5 separate regions of the Mus musculus genome follow, and all the other regions are linked to region 3. Evidence: chromatin contacts called from public Hi-C data. All regions are on one chromosome and are shown on one strand. Each heading gives the region's core, a stretch centred on a gene start, on an enhancer-like site or on the middle of the called end of the contact. The rest is flanking DNA. Distances are from core to core; before and after follow the strand shown.

What was found. A called contact is a pair of places that touch in the nucleus more often than the background predicts.
Region 1: a Hi-C map of uterus shows a contact between it and region 3, with 6 times the contacts expected there. The contact joins two enhancer-like sites. A contact is called at or near these places in 1 of 15 datasets of contacts at CTCF or cohesin (stem cell-derived epiblast-like cells), 4 of 484 Hi-C or Micro-C datasets (all in uterus) and 2 of 115 datasets of contacts at active chromatin or transcription factors (craniofacial prominence and embryonic limb bud).
Region 2: a Hi-C map of uterus shows a contact between it and region 3, with 3 times the contacts expected there. The contact joins two enhancer-like sites. A contact is called at or near these places in 2 of 15 datasets of contacts at CTCF or cohesin (the NIH/3T3 cell line and embryonic stem cells), 10 of 484 Hi-C or Micro-C datasets (cortical neurons, embryonic fibroblasts, embryonic stem cells and 4 more), 4 of 115 datasets of contacts at active chromatin or transcription factors (cardiomyocytes, craniofacial prominence, embryonic limb bud and 1 more) and 1 of 9 other capture datasets (embryonic stem cells).
Region 4: a Hi-C map of uterus shows a contact between it and region 3, with 5 times the contacts expected there. The contact joins two enhancer-like sites. A contact is called at or near these places in 1 of 15 datasets of contacts at CTCF or cohesin (stem cell-derived epiblast-like cells), 2 of 484 Hi-C or Micro-C datasets (both in uterus), 3 of 115 datasets of contacts at active chromatin or transcription factors (craniofacial prominence, embryonic limb bud and embryonic midbrain) and 1 of 9 other capture datasets (embryonic stem cells).
Region 5: a Hi-C map of the N1E-115 cell line shows a contact between it and region 3, with 6 times the contacts expected there. The contact joins two enhancer-like sites. A contact is called at or near these places in 2 of 484 Hi-C or Micro-C datasets (the N1E-115 cell line and uterus), 2 of 115 datasets of contacts at active chromatin or transcription factors (craniofacial prominence and embryonic midbrain) and 1 of 9 other capture datasets (embryonic stem cells).

Annotation. Positions count from the first base shown.
Region 1 is chr5:119,479,469-119,482,168 of GRCm38.p6, forward strand. No RefSeq gene overlaps it. Among named protein-coding and RNA genes, the nearest start is that of Gm31314, 47 kb to the right of the region's middle. Within about 2 kb of position 1,448, at least 11 of the 459 cell types and tissues checked have an H3K27ac peak or open chromatin away from gene starts, as enhancers often do. A contact at or near this core is called in uterus, where this site is marked.
Region 2 is chr5:119,399,434-119,402,180 of GRCm38.p6, forward strand. No RefSeq gene overlaps it. Among named protein-coding and RNA genes, the nearest start is that of Gm42016, 75 kb to the left of the region's middle. Within about 2 kb of position 1,343, at least 15 of the 459 cell types and tissues checked have an H3K27ac peak or open chromatin away from gene starts, as enhancers often do. A contact at or near this core is called in uterus, where this site is marked.
Region 3 is chr5:118,878,760-118,881,459 of GRCm38.p6, forward strand. No RefSeq gene overlaps it. Among named protein-coding and RNA genes, the nearest start is that of Gm42015, 37 kb to the left of the region's middle. Within about 2 kb of position 1,387, at least 33 of the 459 cell types and tissues checked have an H3K27ac peak or open chromatin away from gene starts, as enhancers often do. A contact at or near this core is called in the N1E-115 cell line and uterus, where this site is marked.
Region 4 is chr5:119,517,441-119,520,165 of GRCm38.p6, forward strand. It overlaps Gm31314 (predicted gene, 31314), which reads right to left. Exons shown (of 3, transcript NR_166577.1): 2 at 2,207-2,348; 3 at 1,355-1,682. Among named protein-coding and RNA genes, the nearest start is that of Gm31314, 9.2 kb to the right of the region's middle. Within about 2 kb of position 1,306, at least 4 of the 459 cell types and tissues checked have an H3K27ac peak or open chromatin away from gene starts, as enhancers often do. A contact at or near this core is called in uterus, where this site is marked.
Region 5 is chr5:119,539,153-119,541,933 of GRCm38.p6, forward strand. No RefSeq gene overlaps it. Among named protein-coding and RNA genes, the nearest start is that of Gm31314, 13 kb to the left of the region's middle. Within about 2 kb of position 1,414, at least 1 of the 459 cell types and tissues checked has an H3K27ac peak or open chromatin away from gene starts, as enhancers often do. A contact at or near this core is called in the N1E-115 cell line, where this site is marked.

The DNA.
Region 1 (2,700 bases), core at 198-2,697, 600 kb after region 3:
GATCTTGGGGTGACACAGCTCTATTGGGGTTTGTAATCAGTTAATGGTTGATAAGAGAGAGAGAGAGAGAGAGAGAGAGAGAGAGAGATTGTCTTCAGTGGTGTAGACACTGGCAAGATGCCCATGCTCCTAGAAATACTATCACCCACACTCTATAAACAACCCTAATGAAACACATTCAGACAGACAGACAGACAGACAGACATGCGCACACACACACACTGGCAGTCGGAGGCAAACCAGCTAGGAAGAGGAAGACGATTCATGAGAGCACAAGGAGAACAGGGGAGCACAGGGTGAAGGCATGAAGAAGGTCTAAACACTTTATGTGCCTTATGTGCACGTATAAAACTCTCATACTGAAACTCGTTTTACCGATAGTATTTTGCTAGTAAGAATCGTTAACTAAAGAAAACATGGCAGCAACCAAGAAGAATCATCGATTTCTAGACTTGACTATGATAGCTTTGACATTCAGCCCCTTCGGGGCCTAGGGAGTGCTCATGGACTCTATGCCAGTTTTACCACACTCTATGTGCATTGACAAGAGTCCTCCCTTACTTTCCTACATGGTCTGTGCCAGAGTGTATCCCTAATGAGGCTTCTCTCACATTGGGTTCCACAAACTAGTCTGTGCTTCAAAACAGTTAGCAGACATGTGGCCTCCTGGAACTTTCTTAGGGAGAGCAAATTGAAGTGCACATGAGCCTATAATACACTCGGGGAGAACTTGCAGTTAAGGAGAGCCATTGTTCTGGTTTGCCGTTTTTTTTTTCTTCCCTCGGTTGTTTCCATAACATCTCCGTCCATGAAAAGCCTTGTTTCCTGAAAGCCAATTAGCATCTTGTTCTCATCGCGCCTGGTTAGAGAGCACGGCCTCCTGGTAAATTCACTGGCTTATTTGATACAGATGGGGAGCCATTCTGCTGTGTCAGAAAGCGTTTGGAGCAAGGAGGGTTGTTAATGAGGAGTTACCGAGCTCCTTCTCAAGTTGAAGAATGATGGCCAAACTTCACTGGCTCCGCTAAGAGACTGCAGACGCCCCCGACTGAAGTTGCCTAGTGAACGTGTGCGGATATCTCCAAACACATCGCTGGCTCCTCACCCGGGGCCAGGCCGCCTCACATGCCTTATTATCGATATTTAAACAACTACAAAGGTGAACGTTGACCCCGAGCATCCTCCCAATCCTTCCCCATGGTCCACTCGAGATGTTATCTGTGAGGAGTAAACAGGCTCGGCCCCAAAGCCTCGGCCACCCTGGTGTGATGTCAAACAGCTGCTCAACAGTCCTTGAAGCCAGCTCCCATCTCTCCCCCTGCTGAACTTACAGCATGTCCAGCTTCCTGGTGGGGCTTCCCTTTGAAGTCCAGAAGGGCCCTGCGCTGGGGATGTGTGGGAAGGGAAACTTGGATTCATCTCTCCTGGAGCCATCTTTTCCATGGGAACAGAACTTTTCCAGAAGAGAGGAACTAGCTCGGAGCCTCAAATCATAAAAGCGGGTAACCATGGTAACACGCATGGCACCCAGAAAGTGTGTGCTAGTGTCAGATTTAGGACCAAACTCAGTCTTGTTCAAGTGCTAAAAACCAGTGAAGAGCAGCAAAGCTGAGCTCCAGGCAGACTACATACGCTATGTATGTGTCCAAGACCATATACAGAGGGAAGGGTAGCGTAGGTTTTTCATTTAACTCAAGACTGCTTCCTTTGCTCCTAAACCAGAGATAACAGAGGCCACAAACGTCTACTCTAAAGAGGGGGCCAGAGGCTGTGGGTGTCGTTTAGCTGATAGGTGTTTGACTAGCAGACACAAAACTCTGCCCCCACTCCCCCAGCATAAACCTGACATACTGAGGATGCATGTCTATAATCCCAGTACCCAGATGTCGAAGGCAGAGTTCAAGACCAAGAGTTCAAGGTCAGCCTTACAAGTTTGCAATCAACCTGGACTGTGTGACCCTCACTGGCCCAATAAGAAAGGAAGTTGAGGAGGGGAAGAAAAGAAAGTAAATAGTGTCAAGAGAGAGGTGAGGGGCTTTTCCTATGTATGTCCGTTATCATCGTGTGGGGTCTCCCCTCACCCCTTGTTAGGACCAGCCTTCATTTTGCTCCCCCATCTGATCGCCTCTCTCACACACTGAAATGAGAGCTTTCTGCAGCACCAAGGCTGTTAGTCTTAGACCTGGAACTGATGGTAACTTTGACAACAACTACATCTTCCCTGTAGCCCACTGTGACCACTCTGCCTGGTATGCTATAACATTCATTGTGATCCTACCAAACCTTCTGCCCCACGCCTTGCCTGTGTTTCCCACTGACCCCTTCCTCACAGCCACCAGCTTTCCACTTTACAGGTGGGGAAACAGAGGTTCCGAGAGAGAAGATCCTATTGGCCTAAAATCTAGCAATAAGTCTGTGAACCAGTACACTCATTGATTTCTCAGTCTGTTTGGAAACAAACAAACAAACAAACAACAGAAATGTTGTTTTCATCCTTAACAAATCACCTCAATAAATAGCAACTTAAAACAAAAGCAAAACCAGGCCTGAGGGTGCAAGCACCTGCAGTCCTAGCACCCTGGAAACTGAGGCAAGACCATCCCAAATTTGAAACCAGCTTGGACTACCTAATGAGTTCAAGCCAAACTTGCTTGATATGCATGAGACCCTAGGCCCCATCTACTGCAGGACACTACCTAA
Region 2 (2,747 bases), core at 93-2,592, 520 kb after region 3:
ACACACATATATACATACATACACATACACACAGATGCATATGTACATGCACACACACATATATACATGCATACACAGACACATATGTACACTCATGTACACTTACACATATATACACATACACACATACACATATACACACACATGCATACACACATACATGCACACACATACACACAGATACACACACATACATACACATTACACAAACACAGATATACACACACATACACAAACATACAGACATACACATACATATAAACATGTACACACACACACACACACACACACACATACACACACCTTATAATAAGATCATCTTAGAATCCGTGTTCCCTAAATCCAAGGAAAAAAGGAGCAGAAGCTTGCTTGAACATGAGTGAATTCGTGTGCAGATGGAGACAGACATGGAGAGTGGTAGCCACCAGCCAAGGAGTACCTGGTCCCGTCAGAAACTGGAAGGACAGGAAGACTGCTCCCCTGAGACCTCCAGAGAGTCTGGTGCTGGGGACCCAGGATACTCTGAGCTCCTGACTTGCCTGTTTCTCCCCATCATTTCCTGAGAGACCCAAGGCAAAAGAAAGGATGAGTTTACCCACTTGGGGAACCAAACTGCAACTTTCGTTACTATTTAACCAAAAGGAGGAGGAGGAGGAAGAGGAGGAGGAGGAGGAAAAAAGACAACCTCATGAATAAACCATGGATTGCAAATTTTTTAAAGCTATTATTCCAGGGTGAATCAATGGCTGGAACTTCTAGGCTTAATGTGAGCCAGACTCCAACCTCCTCGCTTCCCTCCTTTCTCTCTCTCTCTCTCTCTCTCTCTCTCTCTCTCTCTCTCTCTCTCTCTCTCTCTCCTCTCCCTCTCTCTCTCTCTCCCTCCTCTCCCATGGACCAAAAGCTGTCTGCTAAACTTCTAGAGCACCCTCTGCCTTTTTGACCCTTCAACTTGTCTTGAACTCCAGGAGGGAAAAAAAAATGGAGAAATGGTACTGAGAGAACTATATATAAGTCCTGGGTGTGTAGGGCAGAGGAGGGGAGGGACTGTGGGGGGGGGGGAGGCTTGCCATGAACTTGGGGCCTCAAATATTCGCTTGGGAAGGAAACAAGAAAAAAAAAACGGGGAGAAAAAAAACCTTCTTTAATGGAATTAGTAAATATTTGTTGCTCTGTTCCAGGCTTTGCCCCCAGGGAGCTATCTGGAGGAAGGAGGGGGGGGGGGGGAAGGAAAGCAAATAAAATAAAAGAAAAGCTACTTTTCTGCTCCTTCCCTTTCTGCAGAGACACTAAGCAGACAAAATCAGAGGATTAGAATGAGGCCTTGTGTGGCTGCTGAAGCAGGAAGTTGGGGGGGCACTTTGCAGCCTGGAGGGGGCTGCAGAGGGGAAGCCGCTGGGCTGAGCGGTGTGATGGAAGCTTCATGCCTGCTTACAGAAATGATTGCTGGCCTCACTCGTGATCTGTGAGTCCGTGAAGTCCCTGGATGGCTCAGAGACCCTGGGCTGGGCCTGCCTGTGCAATTGGAAATCCAGGGAGTGAGAATAAGAAAATCACAGAGAAGGGGGCTGGATGGGGACAGGAGGCAGAGAGACAGAGCTGGGGGTGGGGTGGGGTGGGGACAGCAGTCAGCACAGGGATGAAAAGACAGTGACAGAAAGAGTGGTGGATGAAGGGCTGGAGACAGAAAGGGGACCGGAGGAGACAGACAGGAAGAGGCAAGATAAAGGGACTCTGTCAAGTTTAAGATTGATAAGAAGCTTAGGTGGAGACAGAGGGGCAGAGAGACAGGGAACTAGAAGAGAGAGGGAAGGGGAGAGAGAAAAGGTAGGGAGAAAGGACGACCTGGGTGGGAAGAGCAGAGGCACAGAGCCACAGAGAGATGAAGAGACGCTAAATCCCTACTGTGAGGGAAGAGTGGCCAGGCAGTTGGGGAGAGAGAGACACAGCCAAAGGGAATCAAGAGTCTGAACAAAGAGAATGGGGCCCAAGGAGCCAGATGTGGGACCTCCTTGCACACATGGGGATGAATTTTAGTGAGTTTCTTCAGACTCTATTAGCCAGACCTAGAGTTAAGTCCCAACAGTTGCTGGTTTAGTTATAAACGCAACACCAGCAGTGGGGTGTCCCTGTCGGGGCAGAAGTTCAAGGCTAACCGTGGCTCCACAAGACAGTAAATAAGCAAATAACTAAGACCGTAGTCAGTCCTAAGTAACTATGGCCAGGCAAGGGGACGAAAGGCAGGTGCCCTTCCAGGAAGCTGGGTCTCTGTCCTCTAGCTGGCTCGATTGAAAGCCAGAGTCAAGGCCAGCCTGGGCTACAGAGTGAGTTCAAGGCTATACCAGGCAACTTATCAAGGCTCTGTCTCAAAATGAAAAAAATGAGAAGTGGGGGGGGCAAAGGGGGTGGGGGTGACTGCAGGGCACCTGGTGTGTGTGTGTGTGGGAAATGGGCGCTGTAGCTCATTGGTAGAGTTCTTGCTAGTACACAGGAGACCCTGGTTCATTCCCCAGAAAAGGATCTTCCCAAAATAGGGTCGAGGACTTTATTCTGATGGAGGAGAAGCTAACTGAATAGTGTTGGGTACAGAACTCATTGTAACATATTAAGAATTAAATGTCTGTGCTTAGAGCATATGCAAGGCGCCTGGTGTGTAAACGATGAGACAGGAACAGATGGGGGAAATGGGGAAGGACGTCTGCCAGACTAACGGGAAAGGAACATCCCGCAAACTGATACCGGGAGGGGGA
Region 3 (2,700 bases), core at 137-2,636:
TACAATGACGAGATGTTTCCCAGGCTCCTGACTTTCTTATAAACGGGGTTTTAGCTCAAGAACTAGAGAGGAAGGAATCTGATGAAGAAGCTGAGAACACCCGACGAATGTGGACCAAATCCCCCATGGTGGACCAATGGAGAGCTCAGAGTGATGGGTGGGTCCTAGAGAAGCCCAGGGAAAGGGGCTTCTAGAATCCACAGGGTTCGTGTGACTCAGCCAGCCCTTCCTCAGGATGTGCTGTGCTGTGGCAGCTGCAGACTCGAAAGGGGTAGATGCCACGTGCTCCCTATGGCTACCCAAACCCACACTTGGTGGACACACTTGCTGACAGGCATAAGCCCCCCCCCCCTTCCCCAATTCTTCTCCATCACCCTGACTGCCTAAGGTATTTGGCCAAAGTGAATTCGAAAGAAGGCACCGACTGAGACAGGTGATTTTCTGTTTTCTCTCCTCAGAGGACAGGCAAAATATTTACAGAGGAAAATTCCCATGCTTTCCCTTTGATTTTTAATGAGGTTAAAAAAAAAATCCCAGCTAAAGGGACGTAAGCTCCTTTGACTAAGCAGATAGGAGAGGCATTTATTAACTCAGTCCCAAATCTGCCTTCCCAAGCCGAGAGTCTCTTTTAGAAAAAAGCTTCCTCCTTTTTTTTTTCTAAAAGCAATCCTCCCTCTTTATTTATTTATTTTGGTCTTTGTTGTGTTATAGTCTCCTTCTCCCTCCCACCCAGAATCATAAATTTTCCTGCAAACCCGGGCACACACTGGTCTGGGGGTCTGTGTTAAGAGTGTGTAAAAAGCGAGTTCGTTATGATTTATTGATTAATACAATGCCACAATCATTATCACGGTAGTAGGAACAAGTGTGACAGTAATAAAAGCCGTTGTAAGCTGAGATCATCCCTCCCAGATGTTTGATGGAGACTTTAAATAGCTTTAAAAGAAAAGGAATAAAAGATTTTTTAAAAAGAGCCTTTATTCCTAAATGCGTATTCCCATAATAGAATAATGGGATATTAACGTACTTAAAAGCACAAGTTCCCACGCCTGAAGCTATACTCTCTCGGAGTTAAACTCCGAAAAGACTTTGAAATACGGGAACTTAGAGCCATGTGGGCTGGTGAGGGAGGCGCTGCTTATAAAATGGCCAGCAGATGGCGCTCCAACCACTGGTTAGGCCACAGATTTTATTTATTTATTATTATTATTTTAAAATTCTGTTCTTGGTCTTTCAGACTAGGGTGTGGACAGGCACTTTGGGTCTGATTTTGAATATTGAACAATGCCATCAAAAGGCATGGAGGACGAAGGCAGGAGTCAGGTCAAGGGGCTGTTCTGGGTGGGTGTCAGGCTGGCCAGATTTTGAGAACTTCAGTGGGACAAGAAAGGATGCTTTGTTTAGCTGTGGGTGGATTCTGGCCAGACTCCATTGAGCAGAAAACAAGGCAATGGTGCCCTCGGGTTTTCCAACTCCTTTTAGGCATTCAGGAAAGGAAAAAAAATTAGATCTTTGGTTGGTGTTGTAAGGACAACACTGTCACTACTCTGTGGTTGGAAGACATTTGGCTTTCTTCTCACCCCGCCCCCAGATCTAGCTCAAGGGAAAAGACGTGGGTGGAGGGAGAGACGGGAGAGAAGGCTGTGTCTGTCCGTGAGTCTGCGTGTCTGTGTGTCGGGTGGGGAGGGCACTTGACAGATGAATGTGGTAGTGGAGTGAAGTGTGTGTGTGTGTGGGGGGGGGGGGGGGAGACACTGAATGAACGCAGAGTCTTGTGGTCGGAGTCAAAACCTGGGTTGCAGGCCCCACCTCTCAGTGTGAGAGGCCACACCATGCTCTGGATGCCAGGATCTGGGGACAAAGGATAGGTCTAGAATGGATGCGACGGCATCCGAGGTTGAACCCGTCTGCGTCTTAAAGGGTAAGGGTGGGTTTGGCTGAAGAGCTCATGGAGAGAAGAATGAGAAGAGGGAATTTTTCCTTTTCCTGGAGCCTTCAAGGTCTTCATAACACAGCTCCCAAGTGAACTGGAATCTGGCCAATCAGAGCCGAGGAGGCAAACAACCAGGAAGTGAATGGCTATCGGGAACATTAGCAGAAACCAGGAGAGCTCAGGGGTCATCTCGAACGAGAGCTGAGATGTGTGTGTGTGTGTGTGTGTGTGTGTGTGTGTGTGTGTGTGTTTAAACCGGATAGAAAACTCTGTTTTAGCGTTTCCACCATTCTTATCTAGTCTAATCTAAGACTTCATTCATAAAATGAATCCCTGTCAACCCAGAGCCATTGCTAGCAGGCCCATTAGGATTCTACTTCTAGACAAGGACACTGAGTGTCGGGGTGGCCCCCAGTCAAATAGCTTCAAACGAAGCTAAAGCCGTTAACGCTGGGGAGAGAGCAAGCTTCAAGTCAGGGTTCTTCTGTTGGTGTGTTCAATGCACAGTTCCATTTTTCACCCTGGCTGATGGGGAACTGGCCCTGTCTCGAAGGCTGTGTGGGAGACTCACTGGGATCCCTTGCCTCAGCCTCCCAAGTGCTGGGATTAGAGTGAGCTGCCATATCTACTGGAGATTAGCGTATTTCAGGGTGATCTATAAGCATGCCTTTGGAGGAAGAAATAAAATGAAATAAAGCACTCTCTTGACTATTGGAGAGAAATCTTCTACTGTTCTTAGGACAGTGTCCTAGGGAGGAGAGACTTGA
Region 4 (2,725 bases), core at 56-2,555, 640 kb after region 3:
ATGTGTATATGAGTGTGCATGAGTGTGTGAGTGAGTGTAAGAGTGTCTATGAGTGTGTGTGAGTATGAGAGTTTGTGTGAGTGTGTGAAAGAGTGTGATGTATGAGTGTGTGAAAGTGTGTATGAGTGTGAGTGTGAGGGAGTGTGTGTAAGAATATGTAAGTATGTGTGTATGAGTGTGTGTGTGAGAGTGTGTAAGTGTGAGACTGTGTGAGTATGAGAGTTTGTGTGAGTGTGTGAAAGTGTATGAGTATGTGTGTGTGAGAGAGTGAGTGTGTGCATGTATATTTGAGAGTGTGTGTGAGTGTATGTGTGTGTGAGAGTGAGTGGTGTGTGTGTGTGTGTGTGTGTGTGTGTGTGCAAGTATGTTTGTGTCTATCTGTTTGTTGAGTAGCTCAAACCAGCCTCAAATTCTCTCTGTATCTGAGGATAATCTTGATCTTCCAGTTCCCCAGTCTTCCACTTTCCACGTCCCAGGAACGCAGATCTGAGCCACCACCACCCCATTTTATGCTGTGCTGGGGTTGGAACCCAGGATCTCATGCAAGATAAGCAAAGACTCTGCCTACTGAGCCATACTACCCCCGGGCCCCAATACACACCTTTCTCACATCTTTCAGTGTCTTAACTGGACAGCCAGGTGGAATTGAGTTCAGTATCTCAGCTTAGCTTTTTCGTCCACTGAAAATATCGCCACTGAGCCTTGGTGTGGTGATAAGCTGGGAATCTCATATTTGTCCTTGATTTGCTTTCCAAGTTTTCCTTTCCATGAAATATCTTAGCCCAAAGCGAGTCTCCATCCATGACCTCCTGGGTCATTCTTAGGAGGCGAGGGAAGCAAAGAAAATGAAGCAAATGTCTTTGGAGTTTGCCCTCAATGAGTGAGATGGTCTTAGGCAATCGCATAGACCCTCCTGCCTCGGTTTCCTAACATGGAACACAAGAGGATCTGAAGGTCTCCCCTACCTGATCATGCACACGTCACAAGGGACTTTTGTACATGACCAGGGGAGAGTGTTCAGCTGGAGGGCAGAGGGCTCTGCCCGCATCTCTTTCAGGTCCATGTTCAAAGGTTCCCAGGCAGGACACAGAACAGCTACAGAGGGGAGCACTCTGGGGCCATGGTCCCCTCTGATGAGAGCAATGCCACAGGGCATGCTGGGTGGGAGGAGGGAGAGGGGGAGGGGCATCAAAGTTCACCGAAGGCAATAAGGCAATAGTAACCTCTGCAAAGAGACTGAAGGGAAGTGGGACCCAGAGCAGTAAAGGGAGGAGGGACTGGAAAAGGAGCGAGCACAGGGTGCCTTCGTAAGCTTGTCCTCTGGCCCCGGGATCCTTGGCAAGCGATGCACTTCTGAGGTTCAAGTTTGTTTATTCTTGGCAAAATGCAACCGCCTGTTTCTAAGAGAAAAGTCTTTAAAAGGCTTATAAAATCTACTCAAAAGGCTTTCTGGACATCAAATAGCTCATAAAAAGGAACATTTTGATGAGTTAAGTGTAAATGAATCAGAACCATACGGATTCCATTTCGCCTAATCTACCATTGGATTCAGAAACGAAGGAGAAAGAGGGCTTCAAGCCAAAATTCTTCAGGGACTCTGCAGACCCCCAAACCTTTGAAAGCTGCTGGCAGCGGTGGGCCAGTCTTTGACATAATGGCATCGCGCCGTCCTGAAGTTCGTCCTACGTGTTAAAGGAGGGGAGAGGGATGGTAGCCGACTGGGCTTACAGTGTGTGGCGACCTTTGCCCCCAATGTACCAGGGTTAACACACCCTGAGAAGAAAACCCGCTTTATGGCATCAGAAGCCGAGAGGATGGCCAATGATAGCAAGAAGTCTGGGTGCTAAGCCCAGCATCCCCAGGACCGGCTTTGTGACCTTCTGCTCCGCAAAAGGATTTCCCTTGGCCCTAGGTTCTCCATAGGTGGGGGAGGAGTGTCTATGTCAAACTAGAGTGGAAGTTTGACCTAAAAAGTCTGCAATTCAGGCATGGTGCATGCATTGCTGCCTCACCAGTAAAGACACTAGTGTGAGCGACATAGAGAGTCACTGGCAAAAAAAAAAAATTCAAAGTCTCATCCAAAATAAAGACATGATCCAGAGTCCTCTTTGTAATGACTAAAACCCACGGAGGGGGTGCTAGGGAGATGAGATGGGGTAACTGTATAGAGGAGGACATAGGGCATAATTGAAAATAAAGTACTCACGAATATTCACAATGAGGTTTCATAAGGTGCTGCAGAAACTGGGTTTGGATCCCAGGACCCACATAAAAGCCACCCCTGCCTGTGATTCCATAGATGGGTCAGCAGAAACAGGGGCTCTCAAGAGTCTTGCTGTCCAGCCAGTCTGATTGAAAAAATGGCAAACCCCACGTCAGTGAAAGAGTCTCTCAAGGAAATTAGGCAGAGTGATAGGGCAAACATCAGGACTCCAAAGGCATCCAGGCACACTCACTAGGCACACGCATAGACCTATGCACACACACACATGCATACACTGAGCACAAACAACAGTCAACCTAGTCAAAGGGCCTGAGTCAAAGGATGATGCATGCCAGACCCAGCATCCTTTGGAGTTCTTCCCCATGATTTGGCTCTGAGTCTGCTGATTTCACAGTCTAAGGCTACCCTACCTTATACCCCGCTACTTCCCGAAATAACCCAATCAAAACAGACAGATCTGGGACTGACTTCCCAGGAAGGTGGCACCCAGAAGTTCCCTTC
Region 5 (2,781 bases), core at 164-2,663, 660 kb after region 3:
AGATAGATAGATAGATAGATAGATAGATAATACATAAGTGGATAGATAGATAATAGACAGGTAGATAGGTATGCAGATAGATAATAGACAGATAAATAGATAAGATAAACAGATGATAGATGATAGATAGATAGATAGATAGATAGATAGATAGATAGATAATAGATAGGCGGGTATATAGATAGATAATAGATAAATAGATAAGATAGACAAGTGAAAGATGATTGCTTGATAGATAGGTAGATAATAGATAGATAGATAGATAGATAGATAGATAGATAGATAGATAGATAGATAGGTAGACAGATAGCCAGACAGATAGTAGAATAAATACTATATAGATAGATAGATATAAAGATTGGGAAAAGAATTACTAACAGGCCTATCATCTTGCTTCTTCTTCTATGTTGTATCTTGGGGGGAAATATCCAATTTTATCTCCAACCTCACCTGTGCTAGGTGAAGCTGCCTGGATCACAAAGCCCAACAGGTAGTCACCCCCATCTCTTCCCCTATGAAAGGTAGCTCTTGTCCATATACTGGCTCTTTTCCCTCCCCATCCTATATTGCTTTATTGCTGCTTCCCATAGTCCTCCCCCGGCTCTTGAGAAAGCAGGAGTTCTCAGTCTCCCCGAGTGGTTGCTGCACGTGGTTCAAGCAGACCCAGCACTCCTCAACTGTTTAAGCAAACACATCACCAGCTTGGCAAAGGGCATTGTGCAGGGGGCACAGCTCCATCCCGACCTTCCTGGACTCTTCCACAGTCATACGGTCTTTAGCGATGGCTGGCACAGTCACTATGTAGACTGGACAACAACCTTGGATTTTCTTAGCGATAAGGATGTGTGAACTCACAAAGTCCCAGAGTCATAAAAGTGAGTTCATAGAAACACAGTGAGTTCTTCAGACTGCCAGAAAGACCAGGAGTAAACAGACCTATCACAGCCAGAGAGCGCAAAGATGTTAGAGAGATGGAATCCCTCGAATTCTGTCCAGATGGAGGACAAGGCAAACCATGTCTCCCTCTATGACAATCTGCATGCTCCAGTCCTGACTCTCAGCACCCAGAGCTTGTCCCCTCATTTGGAGACATAAAGAGATGACCCTGTTGAAATGAGGTCATCTAGGTAAGAGGTTCCACTATGGCCAGTTCCTCAGAAGACAATGTTAGGACACTTAAGAGAAACATTTGCCACTTTTCATAATGTTAATTAAACATGGATAGTTTAACCCGGAAATTCCAGTAGAAATAAAGATGTGTGTCCTCACAAGAGTCTGAGTATTTATATCATCATTATTTATAACACCCTGGCTTATGGAAACAACCCAAATGCCTATTACCTGCTGGCTGCAGACACTCACTGTGCTGTGTTTATATAATGGAGTATTACACAGTAATAAAAAAAATCAAACGGAGGGACTTGCAGAATGCAGATGAATCTCAAAGCATTTATTACTCCAAGTGAGAGAAGCCAGGTGCAGATGGTCGCCTCGTAGAATTTCCATTCTTGTGACATCCTGAAAACATCAGCTCTGAAAGAACCAAGAGAGCAGATCGGTGGTTTCCGGGTGGACGATAGGAGAGGGAGAGATGGGCTCCTGAGGTGGACAGAGGAGGCTTTGTGAGTGGCTGCAATGTCCTCCTGGTTGGAGGGATGAACGTGTGCAAAGGCCATCAGACCACATCCTTAAAAGGGTAAATGTTGTTTTGGTTTTTTTTTTTTTTTTTTTTTACTGTATGAAAATTATATAGTTTAAGAGATGTGCTTTTTAAAAGCAATAATTGTGAGTTATCTTTCCTTCCAACCAAGGAATAGGACATTTTTATAATCACCGATATTCATCTGTGGAAAGTATAGGAAAGGATGTGGTCTTTAGCCTCCAGATGCCCCTGGCTGCATGAACGGCAGATTTGTCCAAGCCCAGGTAGGGTACTCAGCTGTAATCTCAGTGCTTGGGAAACAGAGGCAGGAGAAACTCAAACAACATCAGCAAAAGGTGGGGGAAGAGGTTATAGCTCAGTTGGTAAAGTACTTGCCTAGCATGCACAAAGCCCTGAATTATATCTTCAGCACCACAGATACTAGGCAGGGTGGCCAGACCCTGTAATCCCAGCACTCAGGAGGCAAAGACAGGAGGATCAGACATTCAAGGTCATCCTTGGCTACAAAGTAAAATTTTATATTTTAGTGTACAAAGGCAATAAAATATATTTTAAAAAAATAGGCAAAGTGTGATAGAACATGCCTTTAAGGCCAGCACATGGAAGTCAGAGGCAATTGGAACTCTGTGAGTTTGAGGCCGGACTAGTCCACATAGGGACTTCCAAGCCATCCAGGGCTACCTAGGGAGAACCTATCTCAGACAGAGAGAGAGAGACAGAGAGAGAGGGAGAGAGCTACCTTTCGGAAATGCAAATAACATTTTTCTATTAAGCTTCTGATATTCATTTTCACTTATAGAATCCAGTATTTGTTATGTGCACATTCTAATTTATCACAGCAAACCACGGAGTAATCCATAGAGAAATGACACCTATGAGATGGGAGCTCCAAGGCTCCCTAAAAGACCTAGAGTCCCTACAAACAGCACAGGAGACAGCCATTGCCCTTGGTAGTTCACCATAGCTATTGCTGAAGACACCGTATGCTTGGGTTTCATGAGAGAAACCATGGTGGAACTGACCTAGAAGCATCCTCCCTGATGCCTGACTTTGATACCACTGGAATGTGCTAAGCAGCAGTCCGCTGGAGACCAAACCTATCCGTAAGCGGTCCTACT